2 separate regions of the Sus scrofa genome follow, and region 2 is linked to region 1. The links are chromatin contacts, called in public Hi-C maps. All regions are on one chromosome and are shown on one strand. The core of a region is the stretch at or near the end of the contact, and the rest is flanking DNA. Distances in the headings are between cores, read along the strand shown. Region 1 has its middle 20 kb from the start of CCR7. Region 2 has its middle 23 kb from the start of IGFBP4.

Region 1 (6,928 bases), core at 898-3,397:
GCCAGTGGAAGCAGAGCCAGCAGCTAATTCGAACTGAGATGTTAACAACAAAAAATGAATCAATGATATTCACACCCTGGGGTGTTGATAGCTGTTAATGGCTTTCCGGTTCAGCCAAACTGCCTTCTCACCAACCCAGCCCTCTTCCCTGAAGCCGGCTGGAGCTCAGCTGGAGTTCTGGTGGCCCGCAGGCAGCGGAGGTCCGAGAGTTGGGGCTCTAGTCTGGGGTCTGGGACAGGGCTAACCAGGCACACAAGCCAAGCGGCCCGGGCAGGCAGAACTGGAGCACTGGGTCACTTGTGTGATCTTAGCTTCTAGAGAGCAGGTGAGCCAGAAGGCTCAAAACGTTTGAGCCATACTGGATGAGACCTGTGTGTGGCTCACGGCTCACCACTGCCCCTTGCTTTAAACAGGGAAGAGTCTGGAAGGTGGAAGGAGGTGGGGGTGAGAGGCAGGAGGGGGCCCGAAGCTTCTCCACATCCAGGAGGGGCTGTTGTATCCTGCCCATCTTCCACGTTACAAACATTCAACCTCATCTGACTTTTTTTTTTTGTCTTTTTAGGGCCACCCCCACAGCACATGGAAGTTCCCAGGCTAGGGGTCCAATCGGAGCTGCAACTGTTGGCCTAAACCACAGCCACAGCAATGCTGGATCCTTAACCTACCGAGCAAGGCCAGGGATGGAACCTACAATCTCATGGATACTAGTCGGGTTCTTAACCTGCTGAGCCACAAGGGGAACTCCTTCTGCGTTTCTAATAAGCTCCCAGGTGCTGTTGGTTCAGGGTTCTACCTAAGTAGAACCTCACTACTTTTAGGTGTGGCCCTAAAAAGACAAAAACAAAAACAAAGAAAAACAACAACAAAAAAAACCCTTTATAAATGGCAGAATCTGGGCCCCAAGTATTTCTGAGGCCAGTGGGACTCTGGGTTTAGAGAAAGTACAGGGATGAGAGATTTATTTTTTTTATTTTTTGTACTTTTGCTTTTTTAGGGCCAAACTTGCTGCATGGGGAGGTTCCCAGGCTAGAGGTCCAGCTGGAGCTGCAGCTGCCAGCCTACACCACGGCTACAGCAACTCTGGATCCAAGCCGTGTCTGTGACCTACACCATAGCTCACAGCAACACCAGATCCTTAACCCACTGAGCGAGGCCAGGGATCGAACCTGCACCCTCATGGATGCTAGTCAGATTCTTAACCTGCTGAGAACTCGGGGAAATGTTTAGTTAGCAAACATTTCCATCCAGGACCTCTCAGGTCCTTTGGGGGGCGGGATTGAAGCTCTTAGGGATTTGCAGGGGCCTGGCCCACAGCCTCACCCTTTGCCTCTGTGGACAAGCAGAGGCCCCCCCAGAGACTCAGATCAGTTAGAACTTCTGTCCCCCGGCAGGGGAGGGATGTCAGAGCAGCCGGGCCCATGCAGGAGCCCGCCCACCGCAGGTAAACACAGAGCTTTGAACCCCAGGAAGCTCCTAGCACAGAAGCTTCAGCCTCTCCCTTTCTCTCTCAGGGCTGGGTTCCTGTCAAGGAGACAGAGAAAGTTTCCACTGCGGGTGTGTGTGTATGTGTGTGTGTGTACGCCACCCACATGGAAGTGCCCTATTATCTTTTCCCTTTTGCAGAAAATCAGGTCAGTGGTTTGATGGCTGTCACCAACCGCATGGTGCAGTGAGGAGGTGGCCCGAGCTGGCCTGGCCTCCGAAAGTGCTGATGGCCAAGGGTAGGAGGGTGAGGGGCTGGAGTCTGGGGCCGCCAGGTCCCTGCTGCTTGGCTCCCCAGGCCGTGGGGTCCCCAGAAAGCAGCTGCCCACCTGGGAAAAGGCCATGGCCGGCCTCCCCCTGTCTCGATCTCAGCATTCCTCTCGCCTTCCTGCCGGCCGAGGCCTCCCTCCCCGGCGGAGTAATCAGTAATCGGGGAAACTCGACCCCCTGACCTGTGGCAGGAAGGGGTGGGAAGCAAGGAGCCTGGGGTTAAACCGGGTGGGGGGTGGGAGTCTCTGCACTGTTAATAACGACGACAACAACAACAAGGGCAAGGACAAGGGCTCTGGCCCCCCCACCTCCCAGCACTTTCACACCAGTTTCTTCACCTCGCCCACAACACAGCCTTGGAAGGGGAGCGAGTGGGAGGTATTGTTATGCCCTGGTGTTGCTGACGAGGGTGCTCAGAGTGAGAGTGAGGTCAAAACCCTAGTTCAAAGGCGTGTAGACTCCAGCCTGGCTCGGCTTGCCTTCTGCTGCCCCGCCCCCAGCCTCCAGCACCTGGGCCCAGCTACCCCGGCAGAGGGGGGGCACAGGGACAGGGGCAGATGGGGCAGAAGAGCGAACTTTCCCTGTTGCCCTAGCAGGTGGCGGGAGGCCCAGCCCCAGCCGTCAGGAGGGCCAGGCTCAGCTGGATCTTCTCTCAAAGGGAGGCTGCCTGGCTGCCCTCATCACAGGACTCGACCGGGGAAGGACTTGCCTTCCCAGGTCCTAAGCCTGAATGGGATGGGGGACAGAGGGCCAAGCCTCTTCCAGGAAGGGCAGCCCCTCCATCCTCATCTCATCCGGTCCTTTAAGTCCACCACTGCCTTGTCCACCAGCCCCCCCCCCGCCCCCGCCAGCTCCCCAAATCCTCTTCTCCCCAAACCCTCGTCTCTGTTCTGCTCTGGCTCCTGTGACTGTTTCCTCAGAGGCTCAAACAATAGAGGCTGATGATCCAACTGCTGAGAGCACACACACACACCCCCCACCGCCCCGTGGCCAGAAATCATCTGTTACCCATCTCTGGGGCCCAGGCTGCCAGACTGAGACCTTTTTTTTTCCCTCCTACTTCTTACTGGAAATGAGCACCCCCCCCAAACGCCCCACCTCCCTCGGGAAGGTTCAAGGACTCATCTCTGGCTTTGCCTGCTCTGTGGGGCCCCTCTGCAGTGGGGAGGTGGGCAGGGGCTGGTGCCTGTGGCCACTCGGAGGCCCTTCTGGTGGGGTTGTCGGGGGGAGCCTTGGCGTGACCTCGCCGGGGCAGCTCAGCCTCCCTGCCCTGGACGCAAACTCACAGGAGCGGCTCGCTCTCCTTGAGGGTACGATGCTGACGTGGCACAGACCGTGCTGGAAATGACAGAGTGCCTTAGAGGGAAAAACAAACGGGGGTTTCAGTTCCCATGGAAACAGCATCTATTTGCAGTGGAGCCCGCGTCAGAGCTAGACGGCTCTGACCGGGTGCTCCGGTGGGGCGGGGGTGGACGTTGGAGGGCAGGGTCGTCTGTTTACTGCCTGGGACTCTCCCAGGACAGCAAGTCTGAAAGGGCGCCCTTACCTTTGGCTTTGACCAGCACTCTTTCCGCAGCGGGGCTATGGGTCTGGGCATAGCTCGGCAATGCAGGGGGTTTTGGGCAGATTTCAGACTTATGAGTCAAAAGCGTGGGCAGACCCCCAAATTAGCCATTCATACATTGATTCCACAAATGTTTTTTGACCTATTCTATGCCAGGCACTGGGCTAGGCCAGCCAATCAGGAGTTGATCTGTACACGCTAAGTTTGGTGGTTGAAGCCGCCTTTCCTGGAAGGAACTGTGGTCAGAAGAGGGTACAGCTGGGACCTGTTGGGGACCACATGATATCAAAGCACAAGGGGTAGCAATGCCACTCCCCTCACTCTGTGGCCAAAGCAAGTGATTTCTGTTCTCTTTTGTCCAGAGAAGCGACCTCCTTCCTCTCCGGGGGAAAGCTACGCTTAAAAGGTCAAGGCACGGGAGTTTTCTTGTGGCGAATTCTTTGGTTGCCTCAGAAGTTGGCCTTTCTATTTGGCACCAGCAGATAGAGGTCATCTTTTGGCAACACCCCCAATGGTAAGTCAACCCAGCTAACGGGCTGCAGGTGTCTGAGCTGGGTCATGTGTGTGCCCCAGTGAGTGGGCCCTAGTGAATGCCCATGAAGATGGGGGGGCATGTATGGGTGTGCAGGGTATGTCCTCTCCAACATAAATATTTGTGTGCTTCTTTTTTTTTTTTTTTTTTTTTTTGGTCTTTTTAGGGTGACCCCCATGGCATATGGGGGTTACCAGGCTAGGGGTCAAATCGGAGCTATAGCTGCCGACATACACCACAGCTTGTGGCAACATTGGATCCTTAACCCACTGCCAGGGATCAAACCTGCATCCTGATGGATACAAGTAGGGTTCTTAACCCGCTGAGCCACAACGGGAACTCCAATATTTGCGTGCTCCAGTCACAGCAACTCGGGATCGGAGCTGAGTCTGCAACCTACACCACATTTCCTGACAACGCTGGATCCTTAACCCACCGAGCAAGGCCAGGGATCGAACCTGCATCGTCATGGATGCTAGTCAAGAGTCTTTAACCACTGAGCCACGACAGGAACTCTTAAACACCTTGTGCTTCCTAAACACCTTGTAAATGCATGTACTATGAATGCCTACCTAGCTGCAGGACCAGCTACAGTGTTTGCAGGGCCCAGCCCCAAAGGAAAATGCTGGGTCTCTTGTTCAAAAATTATTAAGAATTTTCAAATGAAGACAGCTGAGCTTCATATCAGGTGTGGGCCCTTCTGAGCACAGGCCCCGTGTGACTGCTCGGGGTGTGTATATGTGTGACTATGCTGTGTGTGTGTGTGTGTGTGTGTGTGTGTGTGTGAGAGTGGGTGTGGGTGTGGTGGGTGGTGGTGGAGGGGGGCTGGGCATGAAATCTGAGCTCTCTCCTCACCACCCCCAGGCCAGGCCCCAGGCAGCTGCTGGGGTCTATCAAAGGAAAGGTGTGTTTTATTTTTGGCGCCTTGGCTGCCTCCTTCCACAGTGCCCCAGGGAGGCTTTTGTTTTACTGCCTGGGTGACAAGCACTTCCCTTCACCTGCTGCCACGGTGGCCCCACCAGAAACCACAGCTGGGGGTGGGGCAGCTTCCTCAGCCCCTCACCCACTCACTCTGGGCCTCTTCCAGGCAGCAAGGACGCCGATGACGTGCCCAGAGCCCCGTCTGGCTGACCCCACCCAGACAAGGTACCTGGCAGCGCTTGGGAGCTGGAGGCGATGGTGGAGATTATAGAATCCAGCGCCCTCATCTCACGGCTAAGGAGGACGAGGCCCAGAGAGGGGAGCTGACCTGCCCGTGTTACCCACTCTGCCTATGGCAGAGCCGGGACAATCAGCTCCCAAGCATAAAACCCCACAGGGCGGACCTGTGCAGGAAGCCTGTGGGGAGAGCAGGGCTGCTGCCTAGTGTGGGGGTCACATCCCCCTGGGCCGGTGAGGCTCTGTCTTTGTTATTTGCTTTTCCTTCTTCCTAAGTCAGAGCTCGTCGTCCAGGGGGTTTGGGAACAGTGGCTGTACCTAGCACAATGGCTGGCACAAAGGAGGGGCTCCATACATTTTTGGTCGTGAATAAAGAGTTATTTCTTTGGCCCCGTAAAGGAGTGGCCAGAGTGTGGGCTTTGAAAGCCAGCTGGAACTGCCCGAAATCAGGGTAGCAGTGTGACTTCGACAGACTTCCTTAACCCCTCTGAGTCTCAATTGCCTATTTTCTATTTTTCTTCCTTCCTTCCTTCCTTTCTTTTTTTTTTTTTTTTTTCTGTCTTTTTAGAACTGCATCCGCAGCACATGGAGGTTCCCAGGCTAGGGGTCGAATCGGACCTACAGCTGCTGGCCTACGCCACAGCCACAGCCACAGCCACAGCCACACCAAATCTGAGCCATGTCTTCAACCTACACCACAGCTCACAGCAACACTGGATCCTTAACCTACTGAGTGAGGCCAGGGATCGAACCCACAACCACATGTTTCCTAGTCGGATTTTTTTCCATGGTGCCACGATGGGAACTCCATCAACTGCCTATTTTCTAAATGGGACTCTAGGAGTTGCCGCTGTGGTATAGTGGGTTAAGAATCTGGCTGCAGTGGCTCCGGTGGCTGCAAAGGCACAGGTTCAATCCCTGGCCCGGAACAGTAGGTTAGAGGATCCGGTGTTACCTCAGCGGCAGTGTAAGTCACAGTTGTGGCTCGGATTTAACCCCTGGCCTGGGAACCTCTGTATGCTCCGGGTGCAGCCATTAAAAAAAAACAATAATAATAAAAATAAAATAAAATAGGATTCTAGTAGGGATATTGTGAGAATTAAATGGCATAAGATACGATGCTTAGTACAGTGTGTAGCACATGATAACATCCTAAGGAAGCTGTAGTTATTCTTGCTAGCTGTGTTACCGCAGGTGAGTTACACAAGCTCTCTGAACCTCAGTTTCCTCACCTGCTGTCACAGAATTCAGCAGGAGGTGGTGTATCTAGCACAGTCCTGGCACATCATAGGCACTGGGTACCCATAAGCCCGTCCCCACTTCGAACTTAATACAGCCCCTCCCCTCGCCCCGCCTTCTTTGAGGTTCTGTTCTCTGAGGCTCTGTTTCCTGCATCCCTTCCATCACCCTCCACTCCTCGTCCCCCCCGCCCCCCCGCTCCCCTGCTATCACCCGGCTCTGTCTGACTCTCCCAGCAGTGAAAGCTCACAAGCTCCAAGTAGCCCAGGGTCTCCCCAAGGCTATGCGGGCCTGGGTGGGGTGGGGCCCAAACAGGTGTACTTCTTGGACGAAAGCCCAAGTTCTGCCTTTGACGGGATTGGAGGATCCCCAGGGGGGAGGGTCCAGGTCTGTGTCTTGTTCTGGGAGGGGCCGGCCGAGGGATGTATCCATCCGCCCAGAGCCTTCCATCCTTCTCCCACTCCCTTTTCCCTGGACTCCCGAGCTTGCTCACTGGGCAGGTGAGCATCTCTGAAGTGGAGGTGAGCTGAGCAGGTGTGCGGTGGAAAGAGGGGTCGGTGCGGGTGAGCCGGCGGTGTTCAGGGAGTAGGCTGCTGGGGAGGAGGGGTTGGAGGCAGAGTTGGTGCCCCTGTGGGTGGCTTCTGGTGCCTGGCTTGACCCCTGGGCTTTGGCTATGCCCCCCA
Region 2 (7,548 bases), core at 876-3,375, 80 kb before region 1:
TTTATGGATGGGGAAGTTGAGGCCCAGGTGCCAGCATCATCCAGACCCAGGATGAGAACGCTGGCCCCAAGTCACGACCAGGGAGGCTGATAAAACCTTCACCTTGGGCCTGAAGACAGAGGTTGGAGCTGGGTGGGTGAGGGTTGGGAAACCAGACGAGGACCTGAATGGGGAGGGTAGATTTTCCCAGAACCGAACTCCCACAGGGTCCGAGTCTAGAAACAAGCGGGGGAGGCAGACATGGGATTCCTGAGGCAGACTTGACTTCGTGGCGGGCAGCCTGGTGCCCACACTCTGGCTTAGGCTGACTGAGTAACTTAACCACCTGGGTGATGATGGGCAGGCAAGCCCTTTCAGTCCTGTGAGCCTCCGTTTCCCTACCTGTCAAATGGGGATGGTGACTCCGATCGAGTGAGTTCCCGTGAGGACCTACGGGCAGAATGCACGAATAGAGCTTGGGGTCAAGTTCAGTAAGTGGTTCTATTAGACTTCCTTCTCAGGACCTCTGGTCCCCACTTATAAGATCCAGCGGGGCCCTGGTGGTTCCTGGGACTCCCCTGCCCTGTGTCTGCAGCCCTGTCTCCTCCCTCCTGGGCCTCATCTGCCCTGTAGGTTCCCTTCTCTCCTCTGAGGCCTGGTCTCTAACGGTGGCCAGAGGTCTGGGGTGTGTGGTCAGACGACGGGGTAGGAAAAGGCAGGCCAGGGTCCCTGCCTCACCTGGTCTCCCAGGGGCTGTGTGTGAGGCCGGTCTGGGAGGTGAAGGGGGGCCCACACTGTGTGGGGGGGCACCGGGGGTGAGCAGTGAGCCTGCGGTCTCCTCCCCCGTGTGCTGTCTTCCATCTGGGAACCAGCTCTCCAGATTGGAACCAGATGGGTGTGCTGTGGCCGGGGGCCTGTCTCAGCGGCCCACTTACTCACTGTCCTTCTTGGCGGGGAGGGGGGTGGGGGTGTGTGGAGGAAGGGAGGGGGTCCCGGACTAAGAGGAGGGGGAGGTGGAGAGGGTCCTTGGCACTGGGGCTGGGGGAGAGAGGGTCCTTTTCTTCCCTCTCCTCTCCAGGCTAGTGGCGTGGGGACTTTTCTATAACCCACAGAGGATGGTGGTGGGGAGACTTGTCCTCAGTTTTCCCACCTGTCAAATGGGGATGGTGATTCCTATCTAGTGAGTTCCTGTGAGGACAAGTCTCCCACTAAGGCTTGGGGTGGGGGGGCAGCCCTAGAACTTATGACACCTCCTCATAACGGGGTGCAACACCCCCTCATAAGGGGGCGCAGCATCCCCGTCCCCATCCCCGCAGCTCGGCTCGGCTGCAGGATGCCAAAGAGGTGCTAACTAGGCCTGTTCCCCAAGCCCTGGACTGGCCTCAGGTTCATTCTCCTCACCCTTGGCCTTCTTAGCCTTGGTAGGCAGAGAGGTTCCTGCCCCTGGGGCTGGGGTGGAAGGGCTGGGGCCAGGCTGAAGACCAGGGTTCCATGTCATTGCAGGCCTGGCCACTACCCGGCTGCAGATGGCTCCCCCGCCAGCCTGGCGGCCACACAAATGCTTTACAGCTGTCCTGTCGGTTTGCCCCCCACCTCCCACCCCGAGAGCCTAGAGACCCAGGCAGGGAGCTGGGGGACACGGAGCTGTGGTGGGTGGGGGACAGGCCAAGCTGGCTGCCAGCCAGACCCGGTGGCTGAGGTAGTGAGGGCAAGGCAATTTGGAGATTTAAAAAAAAAAAACAAACTTCCCAATGTGCAGGGCTTGGAAGGTAGGTTCCTGAAGCGTCGCCTGTGGGGTGGGGGTGGGGAGGGGACCCTACCTCCCTTCTGGGTCCTGGTCTCTGAGCAGAGCCAGAAGCTTCTAAGTTGAAGCGGCTGGGAGGGGAGCCCAGCCTTGTCCCCACCCAAGGGAAATTGGACCAGACTGCTCAGGAAATAAATTCAATTTTCCAGCATCATGGAAGGTTAGTCGGACAATAGAGGGTTTTTTCCCCAAAAAAACATCAGAAAAAAAAAAAAGTCCAATTGCTTTTGGCTGAGTTGTTTCTCAACTTCATTTCTCAGCCTCAGTTCAAGGCTTCTCATTGAAAGTGACATGTGACTGCTCAGTGACCCTGGCCTGATCGCTGGCCTTGTGAGGGGTCAGGCCGGGCCAGCCTGAAGCCATGCTCCCAGGGTCTCTGGCCACCCCCACTTCCCAAAGTCCTGAGCAGGCCCAGCTCCTTGCTGGGTAAAAACAAAAAACCTTCCCCCCAAGAGGTTCTGAATTCAGGGGCTGGCGAGTCTGGAATCCCAGGCCACAGGGTTTATATTAAAATGTAAACGGCCCTTAAAAGTTCTGGAAAGTGTTCTTTTGGGGGGTGGGGTGGAACGGGGACGTTGCCTTTAAAATGCAAACAGACCTTGTAAACCCCGGCTTGGGGGCTTGGGGACTTTCTGGGGCTGGAATGAGGGGAGCCTGGGGCCTGCGGGCTGGGGAAGGGCTGGCCTCCAGTTGTGCTCTGTGCCTTGTGGGGGACTCTGGGCTCTGGCAGAGGAAGGGGGGTCCTCAGGATCTGAAGCAGAGGGCAGGCCCAGAGTGGGGGGGAGGAGGGGGCAGAGGGTGCCCAGAGGCAGAATCCAACCTTTTAGGGTGGGAGCTGGGACAGACCACCCAGGAGGCCTTGGGGAGAACAGGCCCGTAGAGGGGTGCGGGGCTGGGTGGCGGGCAGAGGGCATGGCTCTAGCCCCACGGCTGAGAAAGGTTCTTTCCAAGAAGACCTGGGCAGGGAGCAGCCTTCAAGTCTTCGCCAGTTCACCCATGACATAGATGCCCCGTGTCTTGCTTGTCTGAAGGCATACATGCATGAGCTGGTGGCAGACGGATTAGAACCCGGGGCAGAGTTCTCTTTGAACCTCCACCCAGTGGGGCGGGGAGACTCTTCCGGCTTCAGGAAGGACAGTTAAGTAAAGATTATTTGGGAAGAAGGAAGGAGAACCTGATTGAAGATTCTGGGTCAAAGGGGACAGGGGACATAGGCCACCTTTCAGGCAGAAAGAGGGACAGGTGACTTTTTGCAACCTGAGTAACCTGGGGTAGGGATGACGGTGGGAGAAAAGAGCCTTGGCAGAGGCACCAGGAGGGGCAGACAACCCTATCCTGGGGTAGGTGGAGGCAGGGGATTGGGCGTAATGACCTCTGATTCCATAAGCTCCCCATGGCGTTATGACCATCATCGAGCTCAGTGGCTCAAATCACACTCTGCCATTTATTATGGTTGGACCCTGGGAACCGTGCTTCATCCTCAGCTCCACGTCCATCAAATGATAGCAAATTATGGTAGCTACACAGTGTTGCCGTCGAGATGAAATGAGATAACACGTCGCAAAGCTCCTTACAAATATTTACCGCAGCCTGAAATACACCAGGCACCGTTTTAGGTGCTAGGGATTCGATGGTGAACCCTCGAGTCTCTTTGTTCGTGGAGCTCCCATCCCAGCAGCCTGGTACTTGGCTTGCATTAGGTGCTCAATAAAGACGGCTAGGAGTGCTAGCCTTCTCCTGATGAGCACTGCTCCGCCATAGGCTGCAAAGTACCTTCATGTCCGTTGTCTCTCTAGGCTTTCCACGACTCTGTTTGTGAGGCAGAGGCCCAGAGAAGCGACTCGCCCTAAATCATGCAGGGAGTCAATGGTGGGGGGTGGGTGGGGCGCTGCCACCCAGATCTGCCTAACCGCTAGGCTTCTAATTCTTTTTTATTTTTATTTATTTTTTGCTATTTCTTGGGCCGCTCCTGAGGCATATGGAGGTTCCCAGGCTAGGGGTCAAATCGGAGCTGTAGCCACCGGCCTACGCCAGAGCCACAGCAACGCGGGTCTGCAACCTACACTACACTACACCACACTACACTACACTACACTACAGCTCACGGCAACGCCGGATCGTTAACCCACTGAGCAAGGGCAGGGACTGAACCCGCAACCTCATGGTTCCTAGTCGGATTCATTAACCACTGCACCACGACGGGGGAGGGGAACATGGCTAGGCCAGGGCCCTGTATGGAGGGGTGCTATGGATTGAACTGTGTCTGGCCAAGTTCATATGTTGAAGCCCTGACCCCAAGGTGACTGTATTTGGAGACAGGTCCCTTGGGAGGTAATACAGGAGGTTAACTGAGCCCATAAAGGAGGGATCCTAATCTGATAGGATTGGTGGCCTTACCAGAAGAGGAAAATGCACTGAGGAAAGGTCATATGTGCATACAGCTGGAAGGTGGCCGACGGCAAGCCAAGGAGAGAGCCCTCCCTGTGCTGGTCCCCAGATGGCACACCTCCAGGCTCCAGAACTGTCAGGGGAGATGTGTCTATTGGGGGAACTGCCTGGTCTATGGTTTTTTGTTATGGCAGACTAATACAAGGGGGAAGGCTCCCCTCACCTGCGGCCCCCCTGCCGGGTCTTATTTTTCCTATGTGGTCCTTTCAAGTTCAAGGGGAAACCGGGTCCCAGGCCCAGGTCAGGTAGGCTCCTGTCCCAGCCTGTCTCGGCCTGACAGACCCCATCTTTTTCCTGGCTTGAGCTCCCAATCTTCCCTGTTTCCTCTTCCCATCACACTCCTCTCCACCCAGGCCTCAGGTCTTTTCTCCTGTACCCCAAAATCCGGTCACTTAGTCCGTGGTTGAAAAGCCTTGATGTCACCCCATTACCTACAGGATGAAGCCCAAAGAGGCTGCCATGTACACCTGTGCACCGTGCAACTGTTAGGGGACCATTGACTGAAATTGCCCACCTTGACCAGGCACAACAATAATGGCTCTTGGGAGTTCCCGTTGTGGCTCTGTGGGTTCAGAACCCGACACAGTGTCTGTGAAGAAGTGGGTTTGATCCCTGGCCTCACTCACAGGGTTAAGGATCTGGTGTTGCTGCTAGCTGTGGCGTAAGTCCCAGATGTGGCTTGGATCCTGCGTGGCTGTGGCTGTGGCTGTGGTGTAGGCCAGTAGCTGCAGCTCCAATTCGACCCCTAGCCTGGGAACTTCCACATGCCGCAGGTATGGCTCTAACCCTAAAAAAATAAAATAATAATAATAACTGCTGGCATGAGTTGTCTCAAAACAGGAGGCCCTGATTGGGAACATGATGCTGCCCTGAAAACTAACAGGAGGGTTTGGGAGGGGCCAACAGGCGGGAGGAGACGACCAACCTCCCAGAATCCTTGGTGCTGGAATCCATCTTGGCTGAGAGGTGCAAGTGCCACCAAGAAGGACCTCGAGCGGGACCAGATATGGGCCAAGCAAGATGATTGGCCAGAGACGATCTGGAAACGAACCCTGTTACCATAAAACCTGAGGCAGCATTCCCTGGTGGCTCAGAGCGTTAAGGATCCAGCATTGTCACTGCTATGGCTTGGGTTGCTGCTATGGCATGGGTTCGATACCTGACCTGGGGAACTTCCACATGCTGCGGTCGTGGCAAAAAAAAAAAGTCCCCACCCCCAAACCCCCAAAACCCTCATTACAAAACCATGAAACCTGAAGCTGAGAGCCGTGTGGCAGAGCAGTTCTCTTGGGTTCCCTTATCACTTGCACAACTGTACACAGTGGTGCTGAGGCCAGCCCCATGCACTCATTCATTCATTCATTCATTCATTCAACAGATTTTCATTCCTTGGACCCAAGGTTCTTGATCTGGCTGCTATCTCTTTCCTTTGCCTCCTCTTTGACTCCCTTGGGTGCCATAGGCTTTAGCCACACTGAACATGGTATCTTTTCCTACCTGTGGGCTTCAAATTCATCCATCTGCTTGCCTGAGGGTGCTGAGCCAGGGGACCAGGCAAGTTTGGAACCCTGTTTCTCTGCCTTCACTAGCTAGGTGAATGTGGGCAGGTTAACCCTCTGAGCCTCAGTTTTCCAATCTGTAAAGTGGGATTCAACATAACGTGCCTCACATTGCGCTTAGCACACAGGAGCCCCTGGTAAAAGCTGGGTTTCCGCCCTCTTTGCTGTTAAATTCCTGTTTATCCTTGAAGATTCCACTCCGCTTGGTAACGTTGCCCTCATTCTCCCCAAAAGGGGAAAGTTTATCTTCCCTGTTTATATCTTTCTTGCCAGTACATGACACTTACAAACCTCTGTTATAACACTGTTATATTTATCCATTTTCCTGGCTCACATGAACAAAGCATGCAGCCAGAGAACATTTTTTGCATAAATCAAGGTCCTGATTTCTGGGTTGGGAGACCTTAGCCCCCCAGCCCTGGTCTGGTTCCAAGCTCTCAGCCCCATGGGTGGCATGAGAGTTAAGGATGGGGTGGGGGTGGGGAGGTGGCAGCTGAGGGTGAAAGAGCAGAGGTGAGCTGCCTTGGCCATCTGCAGGAGGAGTGTGGGGGAGGTGGCTGGCCAGATGGGGTGGGGGTGAGGGTGCTTCAGCCTGCTGGAGCGTTTGCTCTGTAGCCAGCCAGGAGGCAGGGTTAGGGGACATGGGAATCTGAGGGGTTTTTGGTTTGTTAAATGGCCCCACCCGTGGCATACAGAAGTTCCAGGGATGGAATCTGATCCTTAACCCATTGAGCCACAGTGGGAACTCTGGGAATCTGTGGGAGGGGGGGTTGGTTGGTTTGTTTGTTTGCTTAAAGCTGCATCCATGGCATATGGAAGTTCCCAGGCTAGGGGTCAAATAGGAGCTGTAGTTGCTGGCCTACAGATTCAAGCCTTGTCTGTGACCTACAGTGCAGCTCACAGCAGCAGTGGATCCTTAACCCACTGAGTGGGGCCAAGGATCAAACCCGCATCCTCATTGATACTAGTTGGGTTTGTTACTGCTGAGCCACAATGGGAACTCCAAGAATCTGCATTTTGAAAAGTGGTTAGTGGTGCAGGAGGCTGCCATCCTCTCTTCCCATCAACTCCAGCTGGGCTTTGCTGTGGGTCCAGCCCCCTGGGACAGAGGGGCGAGGGAATGAAATGGGACAGGAGTGAGAGAGAAGTGTAAAGAGAGGAGTTCCCGTCATGGCTCAGTGGTTAACGAATCCAACTAGGAACCATGAGGTTGCAAGTTCGATCCCTGGCCTTGCTCAGTGGGTTAACGATCCGGCGTTGCCATGAGCTGTTGTGTAGGTTGCAGACACAGCTCGGATCCTGTGTTGCTGTGGCTCTGGCGTAGGCCGGCGGCTACAGCTCCGATTGGACCCCTAGCCTGGGAACCTCCATATGCCGTGGGAACGGCCCAAAAAATGGCAAAAAAAAGACCAAAAAAAAAAAAAGTGTAAAGAGAGAGAGGGGATGGGTTTGGGAGTGAGTGGGTGGTTGGAGGAAGTATGATGAGGAGAGAGGTGAGAAGGAGAGTCAGTGGGGGGGGCGAGGAGGATGGTGGGGGTGTATGCCTGTGTAGAATGATGGGGAGAGGGCTGAGGGGAGTGGAAAGTCAGGAGACATGACCTTGGAGGTCCTGGGGAGGGAGAGTTAAGACCCAGGGCTGCCAGGCCTGGAAACCCCTGCAGAGAGAATTGCCCCTGCCTGGGTGTGAAGACCCTTGCTTCCTGGCTTTGCCTTGGTGGCTGTCCTTCCTCCCTTCTGCCCTTGCTGGGCTGGCAGCTC

What was found. A called contact is a pair of places that touch in the nucleus more often than the background predicts.
Region 2: a Hi-C map of liver shows a contact between it and region 1, with 1.7 times the contacts expected there. The contact joins two enhancer-like sites. A contact is called at or near these places in 9 of 47 Hi-C or Micro-C datasets (blood, embryonic fibroblasts, fetal heart ventricle and 5 more) and 1 of 2 datasets of contacts at active chromatin or transcription factors (skeletal muscle).

What each region holds. Positions count from the first base shown.
Region 1 is chr12:21,873,685-21,880,612 of Sscrofa11.1, reverse strand. No RefSeq gene overlaps it. Among named protein-coding and RNA genes, the nearest start is that of CCR7, 20 kb to the right of the region's middle. Within about 2 kb of position 2,147, at least 31 of the 83 cell types and tissues checked have an H3K27ac peak or open chromatin away from gene starts, as enhancers often do. A contact at or near this core is called in liver and retroperitoneal adipose tissue, where this site is marked.
Region 2 is chr12:21,953,533-21,961,080 of Sscrofa11.1, reverse strand. No RefSeq gene overlaps it. Among named protein-coding and RNA genes, the nearest start is that of IGFBP4, 23 kb to the left of the region's middle. Within about 2 kb of position 2,125, at least 16 of the 83 cell types and tissues checked have an H3K27ac peak or open chromatin away from gene starts, as enhancers often do. A contact at or near this core is called in liver and retroperitoneal adipose tissue, where this site is marked.